Linked DNA regions of Mus musculus: region 1 is linked to region 2. Evidence: chromatin contacts called from public promoter capture Hi-C data. All regions are on one chromosome and are shown on one strand. Each heading gives the region's core, a stretch centred on a gene start, on an enhancer-like site or on the middle of the called end of the contact. The rest is flanking DNA. Distances are from core to core; before and after follow the strand shown.

The links. Promoter capture Hi-C pulls out the DNA fragments that hold promoters and counts their contacts.
Region 1: a promoter capture Hi-C map of pre-B cells shows a contact between it and region 2. The contact joins the promoter of Ankrd13c here to the promoter of Ube2d3 in region 2.

The regions. Positions count from the first base shown.
Region 1 is chr3:157,941,840-157,949,302 of GRCm38.p6, reverse strand. Ankrd13c (ankyrin repeat domain 13c) reads right to left here and starts at 2,303. Exons shown (of 13, transcript NM_001013806.2): 1 at 1,347-2,303. The coding sequence starts at 1,776.
Region 2 is chr3:135,434,371-135,441,676 of GRCm38.p6, reverse strand. Ube2d3 (ubiquitin-conjugating enzyme E2D 3) reads right to left here and starts at 2,551. Exons shown (of 7, transcript NM_001356597.1): 1 at 1,879-2,551. The coding sequence starts at 1,902. It overlaps 4930539J05Rik (RIKEN cDNA 4930539J05 gene), which reads left to right and starts at 3,012. Exons shown (of 3, transcript NR_030689.1): 1 at 3,012-3,256; 2 at 5,075-5,142; 3 at 5,271-5,457.

The sequences.
Region 1 (7,463 bases), core at 1,054-3,553, about 23 Mb before region 2:
AAATCTAAAAACCAATGAAATTCAGGAAGCTTATTTTCACAGGTGGTATTGCATTAATGTGCAAAACCATTTTGTGCACAAATGTATAATACCATCTTGAGCAGTTTACCTAATTAATTAATGTAGAATGAATGGTCAGGTTAAAAACAGCTGCCAACAATATTTGCCTGTTAATAAAACATTGAAAAATATTTTCAACAATTACTATTTCACAAGACCTTAGTTAGATACAATCCACAGCACCACGAAGTAGGGGGGGGGGAGGCAGGGGAGGATGCAAATAAGTCTTTACAAAAACAACAACAACAAGTTGCTTTAAAGGGGTTAAAAAATCACCAGGCAAGATTCGGCCAAAAGTAGATACTGATACCGTTCACTACCAAATATACCATGCTTTCTCAAACATGTGCTGTCTTAGTCAGGGTTTCTATTCCTGCACAAACATGATGACCAAGAAACAAGTTGGGGAGGAAAGGGTTTATTCGGCTTACACTTACATACTGCTGTTCATCACCAAGGAAGTCAGGACTGGAACTCAAGCAGGTCAGAAAGCAGGAGCTGATGCAGAAGCCATGGAGGGATGTTTTTTACTGGCTTGCTTCCCCTGGCTTGCTCAGCCTGATCTCTTATAGAACCCAAGACTACCAGCCCAGAGATGGTCCCACCCAAGGGGCCTTTCCCCCTTGATCACTAATTGAGAAAATGCCTTACAGGTTGGATCTCATGGAGGCATTTCCTCAACTGAAGCTCCTTTCTCTGTGATAACTCCAACTGTGTCAAGTTGACACATAAAACCAGCCAGTACATGTGGCTAAGACTTTATAATGAAAACCATAGTATGTCTTTAGTCTCAATCAAGATGAAAAATGGTCCTGGTGTGGAAAGAGCAACAAAAACAAAAGTCTCTTCAATTGCTTTGGGAAATTAAATGCGGACACATTTCAGTATGGCTTTCAAAAACCAGTGTTTACAGCACGAGGTCAGTGACGGATAAAAACTCACATCTATCTGCGCGTACCTGGGCGGTGAAGACCGGCAAGAAGGGAGGGAGGGAAAAAGGAAACGTTCCCTAAAACCCAGAAGACCTGCCTGGATGTGAGATAGCCCGACCTTTTGGCACTCGCAAAGACTGCCGCAGAGAAAATGCAACCTGTCCCGAAATGCTCAGGTGGAAAAGAAGAAAACATCCTTGCTGCACCCTGACCCCTGGCACGCTCGCTGCACCTGAAAAGACTCGAGGTTTTCCGCCAGAGGAAAACACGGTGCGGGAGAAGGGACCGGGAACCCGGAGGCCAACGGTCACCCCCACCCCACCTCCGAGGGGACGGAAATTAGGCAAAGCTCACCATGATTATCTTTCTGTCCGATATTGTGCGTGCGGATGAGCGAGGACAGTCTCCTCACGTCCCCCTTAAAGACGCACTCGTGGACCGGGTAGAGCGAGGGGCAGCCGCCTCCGTCAGCGACTAAAGCGGGGTTGCTGCCGCCCAGGCAGGCCGGGGCAGGGCAGGTGGCAGTCACTGCGTTGTGCTGCGGCGGGGCCGGAACGCCGGGGCCCGGAACGGCGGGCGCCTTCAGCTGCAGCCGGTGGTGGTGGCTGAAGATCTTATGGCAGGCCTTGCCGCCCTTGCCGCTGCCGCCCGGTCCGCTTCTGCCCCCGGTGAAGGCGCCGCCGAGCGCGGCTGTCGCCTCCTCCTCGCAGGGCTCCAGCACGTCCCCGTCCTCTTTGCTGGGCTTGTGGTCCCTCCGCAGGGAGCGGATCTTCTCCCCGGTCATAGCCGCCGCGGCGCGCGGGACAGGCTCCGGGAGGCTCACCGCGGGCCGAGCCGGCGCGGCGGCGGCGCCGGGCGATTAGAGCGGCGGCCGCGAGCCTAGCACGCAGCATGAACTCCCGGGGCGACCGCGGGTCCGCGACACGCGCATCTCCCGGAGGCGGCGGCCCTCGTCTCGGACGAGGAAAGCCGCAGCTCAAGAGACCACGACCGCACGACGCCCGGCGCCGCCGCCGCCGCCTCCTCCTCACTCGGAAAGACCCGGCGCAGCCATCTTTCCCCGGCTCCTCTCGCGAGAGCTTCGGAGGAAACGCCGCCGCGGAGTGTTAGAGGGCCGCTTCTGCGCTTGGGTCAGGGTCCGGGCAGCGCCCGCGCTCCTCTCGCACAGGGTTCCACCCTGGGCCGGGCCCTGCGGCTGAATTCAGACCCAGACTCAGAGCTCTGACCTGGTGCTCTGGGCCTTCGTAAAGGAGGAGGTCAACGGCAGTTACGAACTCTAGCTTAAAGGCTGAAACCCTGTTTGTCAACCTCCCTCAGAACGACGTAGGAAGACACCACCGGATATCGGACGTGACGTCACTCAGCTGCGCTGGACCTTCAGTAAACACTCGCTAAGACTCTGCTGGGTTCCCTAACCTGTGCAAGGACTTGCTCAGGCTGGCAAGGCTGTAGGCGAGGAGAGATGGCCAGTTATCCTGGAGGAATCTAGGGCCTGACTTTGGAATTCAAAGGCTGTTTATTACACCGGGAATGGAGGATTTTTCAAACAGCTGTTAGTTGAGTGTATTTGGGACAAACGTCAGAGTTAAAGTATGTGGAGGATGCTTACTTGAGGAAATGGAGTAATTGTTTTTAAATAAGTGGGCAGTAACCCGGGTGAGAGATGATGAAAGCATGCTCTGGGATACAGTGAATCCGGAAAAAGCTTAAGACTCCTTTAAAAATGAGTTCAAATTTAGCATATTGAAGTTGGAGGTCCTTGGTGTTTTTACACAGAGTGCTAGTTATACAGTTTGGAATTTTGGACATAAATTCTTTGGAAGTAGGAAACGGATCTTAGATCAGATTCAGGAATTGCACAGTAACCCAGCGAAATAAAATGGTGTAGAACAAAAGTGCCATAAGACGTATAGAATGAATAGTCGAGGTAGTGAGTGGGAATCAAAGCACTGTGTGTGTGTGTGTGTGTGTGTGTGTGTGTGTGTGTGATGAAATTGTGAACATTTAGAAAACTAAACTGAACATGGTGGCTCACATCAATAAGTTCCAGCACTCCAGAAACTGAGGAAGGGCAAAAGGATTGATCACATGGATTCAAGGCTAGCCTGAGCTACAGAGTGAATGCTGTCCCAAAATTAGTAGATGGACCAGTGACATGACATGCCACTGAGCATTCAATCCCTGGGACCCACATGGTAAAAGAAAAGAACCCATTCCAACAAATTGTCCTCTGGTGCATACCCACACACACACACAAAATTAGTCTTAAAAAAAAAAAAAAAAAACAGTAAATAGTAGGTAGGCAGCCAAAATCATGTACCTAATTACTGGCTGCTACCTCTTGATGGATGTTAAAACTCCTAAGTGTTCTTTCAGTGAAATCAAACACCATGAACATTTTTTTTTAAGACAACCTATTGTGGTGGTATATGCTTACAATCCCAGCACTCGGGAAGTAGATACAGGAAGGTTGCCTCAAGTGACTGTTCTCAAAAAACAAACATCTCATCCCTTTAAACTTTGAGGTTTAAGGCTTATAGTATGTAATGGGTAGGGACATCAAAATATGAGTACTATTAAAGATATTTAGTACAAGAAAAATGTAAATTCTGAGATTCTGTAACATCCCAATATAACATAAGGGGAAATTATTAGTTTAAATTGACACAGAAATCAAATTTCAGAAAGTCTTTGTGAAGGGCTTGGAGAGGAGGATCGGCAGTTGAGAGAAGTGGCTGCTTTTTCAGAGGACCTGGGATTCAGCTTCCGGCACCCACATGACAGTTTACAACTATCTGTATGTAACTCCAGCAGTTTCTGACTACCTAACACCCTCACACAGATATACATTCGGGCAAAAAAAAAAAAAACATATAAAATAAAAATAAACAAAATCATTTTTAAAAGTCTTTGTGGAGGAAGTAGTATCTGAAAGAGGTTTTAAAGAACTTATGAAAGCCCAGTCTCCCCAGTCCCTTGTGTTGTTTTATTGGTTTTTGTTTCGTTTTGTTTTTTAACTTCATGATAGTGCTATATCTGCATTACACCTAATAAAGATGAGTATATACACAAGTTTGGTTTTTATAAAATTCTGAAGCAATTTTGATACATTTTATTGCCACAGACCCTCTGGATCCCTTTGTCTGTGTGGAATGGGTCTCTAGTCGCAGGTGGGGAAAGTGTCTGATGGGATGACAGATAGATGCACACAGGAGAGGTTGTGTAGAATCTGAATGTAATTTGTCAAATCGAACTTTTTATACAGAAGACAATAAGGAAGTTGGGTGACACACTCACAAGGTACAAAGAGGTTACTGGATTCTTACATAAATCAGAGGAATGCAAACACAGGTCTAACAGGAACCACCTGGGATAGAATTCATTGTTAACAACTGGGATCAACAAGGGCTCCACCAACAACATTATGAACTAACCAGTACCCCAGAGCTCTTGACTCTAGCTGCATATGTATCAAAAGATGGCCTAGTCGGCCATCAATGGAAAGAGAGGCCCATAGGTCAGGCAAACTTTATACGCCCCAGTACAGGGGAACGCCAGGGCCAAAAAATGGGAATGGGTGGGTAGGGGAGTGGGGGGGGGGGTGGATGTGGAGGACTTTTGGGATAGCATTGGAAATGTAATTGAGGAAAATACGTAATAAAAAAAAATAAAAAACAAGGGCTCCACCTAAGATTCACTTAATTTTAGAAGCCAGGGTCAAGGGCTTCGTGCCCTTGCCAAAGTTCCTATTTTAGTCTATTGTATAGTCCACCTTCCCCCTAGGCCATTGTAAATACGTGCGTCTGGGTATAACTCAGCTATCTATAGTTCTAAGTATCTACTCTGGTTTCTCCTTAGGTCTGAAACTCCCTTCTTCCTAGGTGATGGTAAATTCATGTGTAGGGCAGTGACTTAGTTTTTATTCAAAGTGATAGTGTAGTACCAGAGGCAATTCTGAATGTCACTGAATAGCAACATTTTTACTGAATTTCCAAGCCCATGGTCTTGCTCAAGGACTTTCTAGGACTGTTGGAACACTGGTGAAGGCTTTAGCTATGTCAGAATTCAATCTTAAAAGGCACTTATAATAGGATAATACTAAAAGAGAGCACGTGGATCCATACACTAGACTAACTCGGGAATGGAAAATTAATGTATGGGTTAGAGAGAACGCCAGACTCCAGGAGTGAGTTTCCGTGAAACCCTTCTGCCTCGTGTGTAGCATCCAAGCCTCTCAGCTTGTCAAGCTGACTCAACCAGAGCGTGTGGCACTTTATAATTCATATTATGCTCCCAGAAAATCTATTCCAAATATTAGTGACAAGAGTTTTCTGTGGAATTGGGCATGGTGGTACACGCCTTTAATACCAGCACTTGGGAGGCAGAAGCAGGCAGATTTCTGAATCCAGGACAGCCAAGGCTACACAGGAAAACCCTGTCTCGGGGAAAAAAAAAAAGAGTTTTCTGTGGTATTGAAGAAGAAGTCTATGGCAGGAAAAGACTTTAGGATCCATGTTGGAAATCACCTCTCCTAGCAGCAACACAGCCTCCTGAATTATGTTTCCTGTCTTTCCTTCTTCCTCATTCTCCATTACAATTTCCATATGCCTCCTTCATCTTCTTGGCCTTTGAGTTCTGTGAGGAGGGAGCCATACTTAGCGTTGCAGTGTCAGGGATGAGATGCATTGCTCCCATGCTGGTACCTGCAGCACCCACAGGTGTGCTTCAAAAAGACCTCTGCTCTCCTAAAACTGGACAAGCCAGTTAAAGCAGAATTTGGATTTACTAAGAGGAGGCAAACATGTTTAAAACAAAAAGAGATGCACTTAGGAAAAGTGCCCAAATGGCCTTCTCAAGAGTGTCACATTCGGGGGCTGGAGAGATGGCTTAGCGGTTAAGAGCACTGACTGTTCTTCCAAAGGTACTGAGTTCAAATCCCAGCAACCACATGATGGCTCACAATCATCCATAACGAAATCTGACTCTCTCTTCTCAAGTGTCTGACGACAGTGTACTTACATATAATGAATAAATAAATCTTTAAAAAAAAAAAAAGAATGTCAAGTGTCTTAACAGTCAGCTAGTTGTGGTCATTCCTAAATTTACACCATTCAAAGGGCTTCCACGAACTAACTCACTCCTCCTCCCCTCTCTCTTAAACCATGCAGTAGTTTCTGGGATCCTTTGGATAAGGGAGAAGAGCTGTCCCATCCTCTGCCTATCTCAAACCCTGAGCTTGGTTTTCTGCTATTTAACCTTACTTGAAATACCTCTACATAGCATATTCTCTCTGGGAAACCGTATTATAAAATTCAATCCGTTGTATTGGAATTGATTCTTGACTCTCAGATGCTGGAAGGCTCCAGAGTGAAGGACCCCTTCAATTAAAACTGCCTTGAAAGCATGTAATAACCTACATAGCACACTTAGACCAGTTCTCACGAGTAGCCCTTCGAGTCCCGAATTGGTGACCTTCCTGGTGAACCCCTCAGCCAGTCCCAACCCTGGATGGACTCTTCAGATCGATCTCCATCAAGGACATGAGTAGAAGGAAGCAGTAGCACACTCAGCTCGCACTGGGTGGGGAAGTGGGTGACCTAATTAGTGTTGGCCAATTGGACTGATCTCTGAGTAGAAGTTGAGGCCAAGTTCTCAAGATAGTAGAACTATTTCACAAAGGGGATTGGCTCTGAGAGATGCAGAGACAAATTCCAAGAACCAGCAGCAAGCTTTAACACCCAGACATGGAGGAGGAAAGGAAGGGAGGGACTCCTGGGATAAGAAGGGAAGGAAGGAGGGACACAGTTAGCTTAGTGTTTTGCTTTCAGTTGAATATGACCTTTAAAATATCTGGATGTGAACTGAACTACTAACTTCTCAAATATTTTTACTTTTCAGTCAAATATTGAGGATAGAAGATCCAATCCATAACTCAAGCACTGAATTTACCACACACAAAATCATGTTGTTGTTGTTGTTTTCAGAGTAGCACTTCCTAATTTCTTGTGTGGTTAAGAATCTAAATTACGAGGCTGGAGAGATGGCTCAGTGGTTAAGAGCACTGACTGCTCTTCCGAAGGTCCTGAGTTCAAATCCCAGCAACCACATGGTGGCTCACAACCATCCGTAATGAGATCTGACGCCTTCTTCTGGTGCATCTGAAGACAGCTACAGTGTACTTAGATATAATAATAAATAAATCTTTAAAAAATATAAATTATGGGCCAGTGACATGCCTCAGCAGATAAAGGCACTTGCCACTAAGGCTGGTGAACTGAGTTCAAAACCACACACACAAAGGTTTTGCTTATTTTTTTTCCACACAGTGAAAGACTCCGAGAGGAGCCCCTCGCTCAGGCCTCAGGACAATAGCGGACACCCAAGAACTCACGACAGACCGAGCTTGTTGCAAACCACATGAGGCTTTATTCGGGGAAAGCCAGAGCTCTGGGGACGACTCATATCTCACGC
Region 2 (7,306 bases), core at 1,302-3,801:
TTGCCATCCCAGTATATAGAAAAATTCCTGGTATAGATTAGGCAAATGGATAAACTTGCTTAGAGCCTGATTCTATCTCATGTTATTTTACTACAAATGTTTACACTTAACCATTACTGCCTTGCTAGAGCTTTTAAGTCATTAAAATGGTGCCAGAGCAGCTGGGTATCACCTGTAAAAGAAAAAAATCAGTAAGACCTCCCTTTAAAATGTTCTGTTTTACACTTATAAGAAGCTATAGATCTGAATTTTGATTAGCACTGAATGTTATAGTCTCCATATTAGTTATGCTGCAAAGCACAACAATGCATCTCTAAAAAGTGAGGTTGACCCTCAAAACTGTCACACTAAGTGATAATTTTAATGTTAACTTCTATTATCTATTTGAAGTCTTGAATACTAAGGTTTTCTTTCTCTTTGCATTATCATCAAGAATACAAACAGTTAAGTGTTTTGCATAAAACTACAAAGATTACCCAGAGACAGAATTTAAGATTTCAACATCAATATATACAGGTTAGACTTAACTTCATGAACAGCTTTTCCAATCAAACTGATCAAGTTATACATACTAAATAACTACAAATAAAGTAGTATTAGATCCTACCAGTCATTTTAAGTCCTTGCCTTCCTTTCCACAGAACTCTTTAAAAACTGTGTTACTAAGCCAAAGTTTCTAATACCGAACCTTCCCATTTTGTCTTTTCTATTAAGACTGAGTTTATTCTGCACAACATTTTTTTCAAGTTAGCTGTAAATACTCCACCCTCTCGATTGTGAAAGAACCAAATACAAAACACACACACACACACACACACACACACACACACACACGCACAGAAACTTAGTCTGAGAGTTTGAATTTAGGTTAAGTCTTGGGGGCAGAGGCTGTGAGAGCTCCCTACAACAGAATAAAAAAACGTTTAACGCTAACAGAGAACATTATCTTAAATAGTTAGAAAAGGAGATGCCGGAAAGAACCCGAGCCAGTTAAAGCAGCCGCCATCTTAAAATGCGGGATAGAAGTTAGAGCAAGAAAATGAGACTAAACCACCGGAGAGGTGGATCCACTCGCAAAATATTTCTGAAAAAAATTCTAGTTCTTGCCAACTTAAATTGACAACTTATCAAACTATATCGATTTGCTCAAACAAGCCTCCTTAAAGATGGGTTTTAAGCAAAAACAGTCTCCCCATCCAGTTTCCCTGCACTGTCAACCCCCACTCCCCCCAGGATCTTTCAGAAGGCTTTTACAGGGTTCCCAGTGCCTCAGATAAATAGCTTCGGGTGAGAGCAGCGACCACACAACACAGGAAGTGGCAACAGTGTCGGTCCACCTCCTCCCAACCCTACTTACTCTTGTGTAACTGCCCAGATTTGGTTAAGCTTCTGAACAGACTTCGTCACCACATTTTAGCGAACTGAGGTATGTTTGTCATACCCAGACTCTCAGTCAAGTTTGGAACAAAACGTTTTTCATCTGTTACATTCCTTTCTTTTGAATGCCAATAAGCCTTAGCAGCTGTAATAAGTTTTGAAGAACCAAGACTAGGAAGCAGCACCATGACATTAGCCGAGGGCCTGTACACAATTCTACTTCCCAAACCTGACTCTTAGGCAAAAAACCGAGGAGCCTAATAGCCACGCTCCCTCACCCATACTTACAGATTCTAGTGAAAAAAGCTAACATTTCGCTTACCCAAACCATTCAGTTCCCTATCTTACAGCTCATTTCAAAGTGCACCTGCCTTTCCTTAACCCAAGAAAAGGTATTTTCAGAATTGTATCCACCACCAGACCCACGCTTTTTTTCCTCTGGGCCCCAAGCCTCCTTTCTTCCCACAACCCTGTCCGCACCATTTAGTCCAAACTGCTCACCTTATTAATCCGTTTCAGCGCCATAGTCTGTGCTTTTCGCCGGGCTCCTCACTATCCCGAGGTGTACTCAAAGGTCCGGCCAAAATTCTTGATTATCCCGGCGGCGGGGAAGGGTTGTCTCTTCTTCTCACACCGGCTCTGCCAGACACAGGCGCCTTTTTGCAAAAACGGAGCAGGTCAGCGACTCGCCAGGGCCTCGGAGAAACCCTGCTGACTCCAGAACCCTGAAAACCGCCGCGATCCCGGCAGGGCGGGGCGGGGTGGCGGAGCCACCAGCTACCGAGATCCGCGCTTCGCCCCAGAGAGGGCGAGAGGGTGACGGGAAGCGCCGAGAGGTGGTTACAAGTTTAACTTCCCGGCCTCTTGAAAGGAAGACGAGCCCCGGGTGGGAGAGGAAGAGGCGGAGGAGAAAGGGGTGGGTGCGGGGCAGGGTCCAGAGCCGGGCAGAGGAGGAGCCGGGGCCTAGTCGGCGCTAGGCCGGCGTCACTCGGGCAGAGAAAGGCAAGGGGGAGGGGAGCGGGCGGCTCCGGACCGACGCCGGGCTCCTTTCGGTTTCGGCTCCAAGGGACAGCGAGCCAGCACAAGGCAATGGGCCCCGGGTGCGCTCCCGTCCCCACGGCGAGGGCTGTTCTGGGTCGCCCCTGACACCACCGTACTCTCCGCCTCGCAGCGCGCTCCTGCGTGCGCGCGCCCGCCCGCTCGCTCGCCCGCCACCTCGCCACCACGCGCCCGGCGGCCGCGGAGCTCCGGCGCGAGGACGCGCCCATGCCCCCTCCCCCTGCGGCCGGGCCCCGGCTCCGCCGCCGGCCTCTCCCCACCCTACCCCACCCAGCCGCGAGGGCTGCCCGCTCGGGCCGCCCACAGCCCCCCGGGCACCGCGCCGGCCCCGGCCCGTCTCCCTCCCCTTTCCCGAGCTGTCCACACCCACGCGTACAGAGGGCCGGGGCCTCCCTCGAGCTGCGGCCTCGGCCTCCTCCCCGCGCGGCAGCTGGTGCCTCCCCGGCCCTACGGGGCTCACGCGCACGGCACAGCCACAAGATGTCCGCTCTGACGGAACTACTGCCAGCTGCCACGCTCCGCCCCTCCCCCCGCCTATTCACCGCCGCGTATCCGTCCGCCAACGCCGCCGTCGCGAGCGCGGGGCGAGCCGAGGGGTTCAGGGGGGAGCGGTTTGCTTCCCTCGCTCGGGCCGAGTGGACGTGCCGCCCGCTTGCCGTCTCCCTGTCGGAACAGCACCTTCTCGCTAAAGCGATCGGAGGTCGGGCCGGGAGGGCGGGGGACGGAGGCGGGTCATGGGCTGAGGGGGAGGGTAGGCGAGTGGCGGAAACCCTTAAATTCAGAGAAGCATCGAGAACCGGAAGGAGACCTTAGGAGGAAGGTAATGGAAGCGGCAGCTGCGCGGTCGAGGCCCCACGCCCCTCCCTGAGTGGCCCCCCGTTTCCTCACTTGGGATGGAGGTGGCGGATCTCGCGAGAACCTCGTGGCAGGCTCGCAGCAGCTCCGGGTCTGCAATGACTTAAGGGCAGTTTTGTGCTCTCTTCCTGGCTCGGGACCCGCCCCCAAATCCGCAAGTTATCGCGAGATGCGCCGGCAACCCCCCCCCTGGGCTCTTACTGGGCGGGTCTTGCGAGGGAAGCACCGCCCCTGAGTGCTTATGCTAGTGGGCGGGGGAGGAAATGGAATTCCCCCGACCGGCCGGCCGTCGCGCGCCGACACGGCCCTCCCCCGGGCGTCCAATCGGGGAGGTGCTGTGGGCGGGGCCGCGGGGTGACTAGATGCCTTAGTCAAGGTGGAGCCGGTTCACGGCTTCTGCCGGCCCAGGTGATGGAGATTTCTTCCCGTGCTCCTCAGAGAGGGCTGAGCAGCGCGAAGAAGCTCCCCTCAAATTAGGAACAGCAAATTAAAAGATCCAGGCTGAGTGCTGATCGCACCGCCAAGTGCGGACACATGCGCGTTGTTAACCCCGAGGGGCCAATCTGAGAGCAGCGGCCTGCAGGGTTCTGCGTTTGCATAGCCTTAACAATACAGCTTTATTGTGATCGGATTGGGTAGAGCCTTAGGTATGGAACCGCAAGAGGAATATCCTAGAATCGTCTTTTCCTTCTGCTGTTTCAGTTTTTGAGCCCCAAAGTGACAAAATACTAGGGAATCGGTCTGGATTAAATCCTGGGGGTGAGATCTGTTAAGTGTGCCACTGCCCTGTTTTAGTCTGCCCTGCATAAAATGTAGAGGGCCGTTTGTCATCGAGAGTACTCTTTGGGTAAAAAGTAAGACTTTAACTTTTGAAAGACATTCAAAAAGATCAATATGTTTAGGTTTTCTAGCATCCTTAAACGACCCTACTTAAAGTGGAGGTCCTTCAGGACTACGTGGAAATAATTTGAATTTTGAGAACCTGTTGCAGGCAATATTCCGCAAGTAAAATGATAAAAGTCAATGTATAGCCGAAGAGTGACGGTGTATACCATAGGTAATATCACTGGAGCAGTTAACGGAATGCAGCTGCCTCAGCTACTCGCCATAGGAACCACCTGGAGTCTTGTTTAAAATGCTGATTTTATTTAGTAGGCCCGAGATTATACTTACAACAAGCAGCCAAGTGATAGAGATTACTTCATCAGAACCATTTTCTGAGTTAGTAAACCCTCAGTACTTACCTCGTGCCCTACGGGACACCTCTGACTTTCTCCTCCCTGAACAGCCCATTGTTCTCTCCTGGCTAACCAGTAGACACAAAGCAAAGAGCTAAGCATGGGGGTGGGAGGAGAACCCCAGATCTGAGTTCTTGCTTACGGCTTTCTATTTATGATAGTGGTCTGGTTCCACATATTATAGTTTTGTTTCTTCACCACCAAGTTAGATGTAATAATGCCCGCCCTTTGTCACTGAGTTGCTGTGTTTTAAATGTCATAATGTGAAAGGACACTGTAGGCTGTTACTGGTTATATCAATGCTGTTTTAAGATAGCGTACAAATAATGGGTTTCCCTGTGACAGTGTCATGTATATGTCACACTTTGTTCTTGTTACCCCCTACACACACTGCTGCTCCTCCTTGCTATCAGTCACAACTCAGCTATTTAACTGGCCAGAGAGAAATATGAAACATTTTGAAATATATGTATATATAATAAAATAGATTATATCTATGAAAATTATGTGCCGGGCATGACACTTGTTTTCTTTTACAAATGAAGAAACTGGGCACAGATTGCTATTACACCAAGGGGACAGAGCTATTAAGTGGGAGAAGTGGAATTTGAATGTAAGTATTCAATTTCAGAGTACTTACTGGACTGAGTCTTATAGAACACGAAGTTTTCTATTTGTGTTTTAAATTGACAGCTGAATTCGTTTGTTTGGCTTCTTTTCCCCTTTGTTTTGTACTTTCAGAAGCCAGGGTGCACAGATTAGTGAGGAACCTAACTGGAACCTACCAACTAGAAACTCAACATACAGGGAGGACAATGAAGTAACCTTCAAAGAAACCAGTTCCTGTTGCCCTAATCTAACAAGTTTCAACAAAGAAGTACACTAAAACTTTACTGCTATGCAATAAAGCACAGCAAACTGGGAAAAATTGTGGTCAGAGTTCTTATATCTAAAAGTATGTGGGCAGTTCAGTAGAGCTGTTGACCCTGCTCAAAATAATGTTTCATATGTGAAAACACCCTCACATACACTGAAATTCATACTCTAGAGTGAGACATTGGAAGTAGTCAGTTTTAAAGAAAAGCAAACATGGTATGAGTAATTTTAATAGACACTATACTAGGTCTAGGACTATAGGTCAATTGGTACAGTGTCTGTTTAGCATGCATGAGGCCCAAGGTTCAGTTCCTAGCACCTATGAACAGGAATGGAGCCGCACAGCCATAATCCCAGCACTTGAAGTTGAGTGGGGCTGGGGGTTGGAGTGTCTCCTTACCTTGTATCTAGTTCAAGGTCTGCTTGAGATGTGTAAGACCCTAACTGAAGAAATAAAACACAGTAGGGTCTAGTTGGTTAATAAAGACCCAAACTTTGAATTGATGATAAGGTAAATGGTGTGTCTAGTATTTATTAGAATTGTAATGTGGTGATACAAACTTACACACATGAAAAGTAGGTTTGGCTAATACTCTGTGTTTATCTCCTACATCATTAGTTGAAGACATGCAAAGTGATTAGGAAAAGATAAGATACAGAATTTTAACTGGGCATAGAATTGAAGGCCTGTAATCCCAACCTTTGGAGGTAGACGCAGAACCTAAGAGTTTGATGACAGGAGTTGGAGAGATGGATGAAGAGTTAAGAACTCTTGTTGCTCTTCCAGAGAACCAGGTTCAGTACCCAGCATCTTCATGGTGGTTCACAATCATCAGTAACTCCAGTTCCAGTGGATCTGATGCCTTCTGGCCTCCGTGGGCAACAGGTATGCATGTAAGATAGAAATACATATTAAACACACACACACACACACACACACGCACACGTAGGTAAAACATTCATACCATAAAAATTTGAGGCCAGCATATATGACTACACTGTCTAAAACAAAAAAAAAGTGTACCCTTACTCAATATATACCATATACAGAATAAAGTATTTATATGAATTTCTATTTGAAGTTCATTTGCATATCCTGCAAAAAGGTGATTTGAAGCCTAAGTGAAACAAATATGTGGTTTTCATAAAAATACAACTAATTTTATACTCTAATTTAAAATATCATTTTGTAAGGTTGAGTGAACTTCCTTCAGGGAGTTGTATTTGGCTGGGCGTGGTGTCATCCCTCTAATTCTGGCACTGGGGAACGGAGGAAGGAGCGCACCAGCTAGAGCCAACCTGGGCTATGGAATGGCATTGCTTTTAAACGGAAGCTGTGCTTCATGTTGAGAACAGTATTTTGACATTAAATTGGTAGGGTTCAGGCTGTAATGAGCCATGCACAAATCTTTGTGATTAAAAAATAGTGTTTTTCTCCATACAAAACATATATATAAATGTTCATAGTAGTTAAATCATAACATTCAAAAACAAGCAACCCAGATCCTTTCCAGTTGATTTAGGTTATTCATCAATGAAACAGAATTGCACTGAACAGAAGAGAATGCTGGCATATAGTAGCACACACTTGTAATCCTAGGAATAAGGGAGGATCGTGAGTTTTAAGGTCGGCCTGGGCTACTCCTGAGGTCTAGGCCAGGCTAGATGAGGTATGCAGAAAGAAGTGGGAAGGAAAACATTACAAGCCCATTTAAACTATTCGTGAAGGAATCCCAGCAAACGAAAATGGAAGCAAGAAAGCTTTTTTTCCTTTTTTTGGCATGAATATACTTTCTTATACATATGTGTGTGCACACAATTAAGCAATCACCTTTCTTACTGCCATCTTATACAAGACTTATTAGCACTTCATCAGTATTTTAAATATTGTTAATTTCATC